Linked DNA regions of Sus scrofa: region 1 is linked to region 2. A link is a contact called in public Hi-C data. All regions are on one chromosome and are shown on one strand. Each heading gives the region's core, a stretch centred on a gene start, on an enhancer-like site or on the middle of the called end of the contact. The rest is flanking DNA. Distances are from core to core; before and after follow the strand shown. Region 1 holds the start of LOC100736825 (protein transport protein SEC31-like). Region 2 holds the start of MCM10 (protein MCM10 homolog).

Evidence for each region. A called contact is a pair of places that touch in the nucleus more often than the background predicts.
Region 1: a Hi-C map of liver shows a contact between it and region 2, with 2.2 times the contacts expected there. The contact joins the promoter of LOC100736825 here to the promoter of MCM10 in region 2. A contact is called at or near these places in 1 of 5 promoter capture datasets (liver), 9 of 47 Hi-C or Micro-C datasets (embryonic fibroblasts, epiblast stem cells, fetal heart ventricle and 4 more) and 2 of 2 datasets of contacts at active chromatin or transcription factors (alveolar macrophages and skeletal muscle).

The regions. Positions count from the first base shown.
Region 1 is chr10:48,583,063-48,586,738 of Sscrofa11.1, reverse strand. LOC100736825 (protein transport protein SEC31-like) reads right to left here and starts at 2,405. Exons shown (of 3, transcript XM_021064282.1): 1 at 2,168-2,405. The coding sequence starts at 2,405.
Region 2 is chr10:48,521,670-48,525,482 of Sscrofa11.1, reverse strand. MCM10 (protein MCM10 homolog) reads left to right here and starts at 1,562. Exons shown (of 20, transcript XM_021064865.1): 1 at 1,562-1,630; 2 at 3,693-3,778. The coding sequence starts at 3,772.

The DNA of each region.
Region 1 (3,676 bases), core at 1,156-3,655, 60 kb before region 2:
TAGGGCATTAGCCTGTTGTGGCCTCCTTTGCCTGGCAAAACAATAAAGCTATTTTTTTTCTTCTTTGCCCCAAACTCTGCCCATGCATTTCTATTCTATTCAACACCAGTGCACTGAGGCCGAGTTTTGGCAACAATAGTATAGGGAGTTTTTGGATCTGGTGTCCCAAGTGTGAATATTTTTTACTAGCTCAAATGAGCGCAAAAATGTTATACATCTTTACTTTCCACCCAGCCCTCGCCCAGAAGGAAGCATGAATATTTGTCTGTTAGCTCAGATGTACATAAAAATGTTATGTATCTTTACTTTTTCTCCACCCAGCCCTTGCCCGGAAGGAGTAAAGGAAATCTACTCTTGGGCATTAATGAGGCCTTGAATAGAGGCTCTCCTTCTCTGGGGTCAGAGAAAATTCCAGGAGGGCTTTTAGTGTCCATTGGAGTTAGAGCCATTTTTCTTCAGCTCCTTAACTTGATCAGCCCATTGATGCTGAAACCCTCATCATCCACCATAAAGGTTCTTCTAAGGAGAAGGCATGTTGCTCTGTTATTTCTTTCTTTCTTTCTTTCTTTTTTTTTTTTTTTGTCTTTTTGCCGTTTCTTGTGCCGCTCCTGCGGCATATGGAGGTTCCCAGGCTAGGGGTTGAAACGGAGCCGGAGCTGCCGGCCTACGCCAGAGCCACAGCAACACGTGATCCCAGCCGTGTCTGCGACCTACACCACAGCTCACGGCAACGCCGGATCCTTAACCCACTGAGCAAGGGCAGGGATCAAACCCACAACCGCATGGTTCCTAGTCGGATTCATTAACCACTGTGCCACGATGGGAACTCCAGCTCTGTTATTGCTAATGACAAGCCTGGATTCCAGAATCTCCCGAAGCTGTGAGACCAAGCTCCCAAGGTCTAATAGATGCATCATATATCTGTGTTACTCCTAGAGCATCAGGGGCTGAGGCTTGAGTCTTTGATGCTTGAGAGAACACCAGCTTCCATCCCTCTTCCACTTGTGGATGGGGGAGGGGAAAGCACCCTTCCTCCTAACTGCTATGAAAATCTCTCACCCCACCTGGGCTCTCAGCCCTCTCCCGCCAGGACACCTGCAGTAGATGATGTATTTACTGAGAATGAGCCTTCTCAAAAGACAAGAAAGGTTGGCCTTTCAAGAATCCTGCAAAATATACTTGGCGATAGGAAACACAAGGGGATCAGCCATTTCTCCAAATAAAGGGGGTATGTCAAGAGGGGGCACCGAAAGCATGAAACCAATGAGCATCTCACTAAATAGCCTCCCACACTGCTTTGCATTCACCTACCGCAAAACCACATCAGTGAACAGCGGGGAAGCATGTTATAATTTCAGTGTTCTTAGCTGCGCTGAGATTCTATCTAGTCATGGAAGCATCAGAGAGGACGGGGCACCACCCTCCTCCCCACCCCAACTCTTTAAGCTAAGCAGAGCTGGCTTTAACACTTGCTGTAAGAATAGCTACTAACCTGACATATCAGGCATTGTTCTGAGTGCTTCCGTGTGTTATCCCTTAATCCTCACAATGACGTTAAGAAGTAAGCTCTGTATATCCAAATCCTTTATTTAAAGTCTTCCGAGCAAGCTGTTTCAGAACGCAGAATTTTTTGGATTTTAGGAAGATATTAAGGTGCATGTAATTTATACACTTCCCCAAAAGGGTCTGAAACAGATTTCGTACAAACTAATTAAGGTGCCTTCAGGGAAACAAATAATCCCAAGTGATGGAAATTAACACTGTATACAACTTACTTTACATCGGTTTGGGTCAGGTTTTGCCACCAAATGAACTAAGAAAGGCTTTAGATTTTCAGGCTCTTGGAATTTTGGACTGTAATAGGCTCCACTTTACAGATAAAGAGAATGAGGCACCGCAAGATAGGTAACGTCCAAGGTCACATAGTTAAGAAGTGGTGAGAGGGCTCAAGCTTTCAGGACCAAGGGGGTCAGGAGAAAACCACCTCGACACACTTTCTGTACCAGAAACTACCCCACCCTAGACCTTTTCACCGCACAGCCAGCGGCTGCGTATGCCCTCCCCTCCTCACCCCATTCCTTCCCTGCTTAGAGCTTCTGTAGTACTCATTTTATCTCTCCTTAATGCGGTTTAAAATAGCGGAGGCGAGCCTGTAGCGTCAACTTACCCCAGGCACCCCTAACAATCGCAGGAGGAACGTTCAGGAATTGGGTCTGGGGCAGGTACTGACTTTTAGCCCTCCCAGCCCTGCGTAGGGGGTTAACTTCAGGGGGGTGTGGAGGGCCACGCACGAAGAGCTGGCCTGGAGCAGGAGGTCTCAAGAGAGGAGTCGAATCCTTCAGGAGACCAGGAGAGGGCGCGTCCGCCTTTTCCCGTTTGAATTTCTTTTCTTTCCCTTCCCCCATCCGTTTTTCTATCTAACTAGCGAGAAGCTTGTTTGCTCAATTACATGCTTGGTATCCAGCTGATGGGGGCTGTGTCAGCCCCTTCATTTGTAAACCAAGCTCTTCCCTCCTGTGATGTCCTTCCTGGTCTTCTGCAGAAAACTGCTCCCAGACCGTCTCTCCCACCTCCTAGGATCCCACCCTAATTTCTGTTTTCTTGTCTTGCACGAGGAGCTTGTTACCAGAAGAGCTTGCCACACTGGCTTGGCAGAGACCTTGACCTCGCGATCAGATGCCTTGTGTGTCCTGCGTCTGCTTCCTTGCTTATCCCTTTACGTTCTCGCGGTGCTTGGAATGCAGACTAAGGCGGCTCTCCCTTCCTCGTCTGGTTTTCTTCCTTTCTTTCCCTCCCTCCCTTCCTTTTTTCTTTTTTTTTTTTCAAGGCCGCACCCGCGGCATATGGAAGTTCCCAGGCTAGGGGCAGAGCTGTAACTGCCTGATTACGCCACAGCAACGCGGGATCCGAGCGGCATCTGGGACCTACTTCATAACTCATGGCAATGCCAGATCCTTGACCCACTGAGCAAGGCCAGAGATCCAACCCGCATCCTCATGCATACTAGTCGGAGTTATTGCTGAGCCACATGGGGGAACTCCCTTGATTTCTTTCTTTTCATTCTGTCTAGTCCATTCCAGATAAAATCCAGGTCAATCCAGCAATCTCACCTGCCTTGAGCACCTGGAGCATCCAGTTGTCAGCTGATGGCTTGTTCCCCGGGAACAAGAATCCGAGAAGCATCCTGCAGGCTTCCTGTTTTTATTTGATTATTTATATATATATATATTTTTTTTAGAGTTAAGTTTTATTTGGGTGAAGTTAGGACTTAGGCCCGAGAGACAGCATCTGAGAAACCGCTTGGAGGCTTTGTGTTTTTAATTAAAAGTCTATTTTAAGGACAAAACCCGGTGGAAAGCCATGCGTGCAAGGTTAACTATATCTAGATGTAAGGCCTTTAACAGAGATCTAGGCTTTGACCCAAGGATGCCTGAGACCATCGTCCCTCTCTTTCCGTGGGGCACAGCCCCCAGTGGCTCTGGACTTATATAGGGACCCCCCCCCGCAGCGAAGACCGACTCCTTACACTTCATTTAATTAGTAATTTATTTTAATCAAGGAAGAATGTCACGGTCGTCACACTGACACCTTGGGAGGGAGCTACGCTAATCATACCACCAACGCTTATTCACCTTGGCCAATCCGGCATTAACCAGGTCAGGGCCTAGAGTTGTAG
Region 2 (3,813 bases), core at 313-2,812:
CCTTTCCCTTCAACTCTTTTAACAGTCTGGGACTATCACCATCTTCTCTCAAGCTTCTTCGACTCCAGTTTCTGGTATATCTAGTTCCTTTTTAACTGTCCTAAGCAATGCCTTTGAAAGAATATAAGTTAATACACATTTAATACTTACATGTGTTGGGCATACTCTGCACATATTCAAGTTTTCCTCATGAATCCTCAAAATATCCTATGAAATCACTACAACTATCCTTGTTTTGCAGATAAGTTGAGGCTCAGAGAGGTTAAGTAACTTAGCAGAAGTTGCACAGTTCATATGCGACAGTTAAAAATCTTAACATAGTGTAAGCACCTAGCTGCACCTTCCTTTCCCACTTGCTCAAACATGATCTTTTTACTGCTTACAGAATAAAATATTTATCTGCCACATAATTTGCTTTACCTGCTTTTTTAAAATTTTTATTTTAACATTTGCTCCTCTTTTTACCTTCTCTCCAGCAAGACTGGTGCTCCTCAGTAGTCACCTTATGTTATCTTTTATGCATGTCACATCTCCAAAATTAGACCTAATAAATTTCTAGAACATGGACCTCCTCTTTGTCCAACCTTGTGCACCTGAGGCACGAAGTGATTATGGTCAATAACTCACTTGATCTTTCCTAAAACCCTCCAATCCAGGTATTGCTATTATCAGCACTTTACAGATGAAGAAATCGAGCCCCCCAAAGCTGACTTGTTAAGGAGTAAATACTCTGTTCGATTTTTTCTTTCTTAAGCATTTACTGTGTGCCAGGCACCAGCACCAAGAGAGAAGACAGAGGAAGGGGAAGATGAAAAGACACGGTTTCTTTGTCTCCAGATGCTGATATTTTGGTGGGAAGAAGCAGCAGTTATTCCCAACTCCGACGAATTCTCAAAGTCTATGGACCACGGACTCCTCTGGAAACGATGGTTTCTACTGTGCCAAAGAATGTCATCCAGCCTTTCCTTCTCATTTTATAGACGGTGAAGATGTTAGTGCCCAAGGCCAATCAGAGGCAAAAGGAGACCAGATTTCTGGTTTTGACTCCCAACTATTTCAATTGAACACTGGGCTATAAACTAATCTACTAAGTAAAATAGTCAACCGGCTTGTTCAGATCTCTACACAATTGGTCCAGCCGCGGGAACTCTGTGAGGACAGGGGTAGGTTTGTAATGGGTTCTGTGGTTTGGGCGTCAGCATACAGAGTTGTTCGCATCAAGCGTTACCAGCTACCTCACAGGAAGAGAAAGAGAGGATCAGAACCACATGACACACTCAGTTCCGGAAAGTGTCAGGAACTGACACCTGTGAAAATACCGTACGGGGATATTTCAACTTCCTGGCTCCAGCAAGGACGCAGGAACACTCACCTGAAGAAGCCCAGTGCCGCACCGACCGGAAGTTCCTTTGCCCCCAACAAAGAGGGCGCCGGTCACATGAGCCAATCAGATTGCTGTACGTAAGGCACCACCCCCCCTCCATCCCCACCCTGTCGTTTCCGCCCAGTTCTCTGAAGTAGCCAATCAGTACAGCTCTGAGCTTGGCGTGCGTCTGACGTCAGAGGCGGGGCGGTGGCTAGTTGGAATTTTGGCGGGTCTGGTTGTAGAAAGGGAAGAGTGCGGAGCCTGGTAAGAAGCTGGCGTCCATAGGTTGAGGGGCGGGTTGAAGGGTTAGCCACGCGCCTCAGTAGGAGAGTTTAGCAAGCTCCGAAGGCGGAAGGCCCGGAGTCTTAGGGGCGCCCAGGTGGGCGAGACTGGAATTGGGTAAGCGCGGGGGCGGCCTGGGCAGAGCGCGGGGCTGGCGCGGGCTGGGAGGCGCAGTGGGCGCTGGGTTTGGAGCCGCGAAAAATGAGGGGGTTGGGGGATTGCGTGGACTTGCGAAATGCATCTTGAGGTACAGGCGTCCGGCCGCCATGCTGTTTAAGGGTCCAATTTTTCTTTTTTAGAGGCAACCTTTTAAACTCTTGCTAAATGCGTGGCGGTTGGGCTTTCTCTTATTCACTCGTTCATTTGCTTAATTGATGATTTGCTAACAGTTAATGAATGCGTGCCATGTGCAGCGCTACAAATACCCATCACTTCTTAAAGAAGATAACAGCTAACAAACAGCTAACAAACAGTGGAATTGTAGGATGAGGGGAGAGGATGTCAGGGGCCTGGTCAGATAGGGTGGCCTGGAAAAGCTGAGAAAAATTGATAGTTAAGCAGAGCTTGAGGGATGAGAAGTTGCTGGAGGAGAGCTTTGCAAAGAACCTGAGGTCTGAAAGCACCGCTGAGTTGGAGAAATTGAAAGCAGACTAATCTGGGTGGAATGTCTTTTGGGACATGGGTAGAGTTGGGGGAATGACCCCTGGAAAAAATGAGGAAGTAGAACTAGGCAGGAGAGAGCCTATCCATTGCCTCATAGGCTCCGTAAATTTTCTTTTCAGGGCAGTGGGAAAATCGTTAAAGAAATCATATGAAGGGACTACCACGATCTGGCTTATGTTCCTTAAAGATTGCTAAGGAAAGAAAAAATTAACTGTAGATGTTGTATAGAGGATAGATTACAGAGGGGCAGAGAGACCAATACAGGTAGTTAATACAGTAGTCTAGGCAAAAGATTGATGGTGGCTTGGGCTAGGCTTTTGGCAGTGAAAGTGGGGAGAAGTAGGAGATGTGAGCAATATTTTGGAGATAGAACCCATAACATGTCATATGGGCCTAGATGTGAGGTGAGGAACAGTGCATGGGTTTGTCTGGTGGGAAAAGGGATTAGTTATAGAAATGAACAAGACAGTCTACTCCTACCAAACCCTCAAGAAGCTCACAATCCAGCAGAATCCCTAGTAGACAGCACAGCTCAGGGCACATGAGGGGTCCGTGGAAATATTTGTTGAATAAGTGAAAAGAAAGCACCATAATTAACACTTGATAGTGGACTTACCAAGGACACACACACACGTCTTTTTAGGGCTGCACCTGTGGTATATGGAAGTTCCCAGGCTAGGAGTTGAATCCGAGCTGCTGGCCTACACCACAACCACAGCCAATGCCAGATCCGAGCCACATCTGCAACCTACACCACAGCTCATGGCAGTGCCAGATCCTTATCCCACTGAATGAGGCCAGGGATTGAACCTAAATCTTCATGGATACCAGTCAGATTCATTTCCACTGAGCCATGGCGGGAACTCCCTCTTGCAGTTTTAAAAGTCATTTTAAATGAAAAAAGGAAAGTGCACAGAATAATATGAATTCGTCCTAATTAGCTATGCCAACTGTTTGCTTTGCTAACTAGTTTGAATTGAAAACTTGATGTGGTCAGGTTGCAACTAAGTAGAATCACACAGTAAGCTCTTAGGGATAATGTAGACATCAAATGTGTTACAGGAAATAAAACGGATTATAGTCCTCCTGTTTAGACCCTACTGTTTACCAGCTTTCATAATACACAGTTTGTTCACAGTTTGTCTCACCTGTGTAATCTATTATTGTACATGAGATACATGCCATGTACCTCAAGTTTCTCTAACCATGGAGATGAGAAAAAGGGACTGCTTCCATATTAGGCGGGGAGAAGGAGTTGCCAGTGGGGTGAAAAACTGAGAGCCTGGCTGAATTCTGACCCTAAGCCTCTAGAATTTGTAGTATTCTGGCTTTGTTGGATACTCGATGTGAGAGAATAATTTCTTATGTTGATTTCACACAGACAAGAGTCGGCATCACTGCCATCACCTGGCACCTGGTCCTCCTTCATAGGTCTCCGTCTCCACTGTTCTCTTGACAGCATGGATGGTAAGTCCTGACCGTTTTCTCCATTTCTCTTTGTT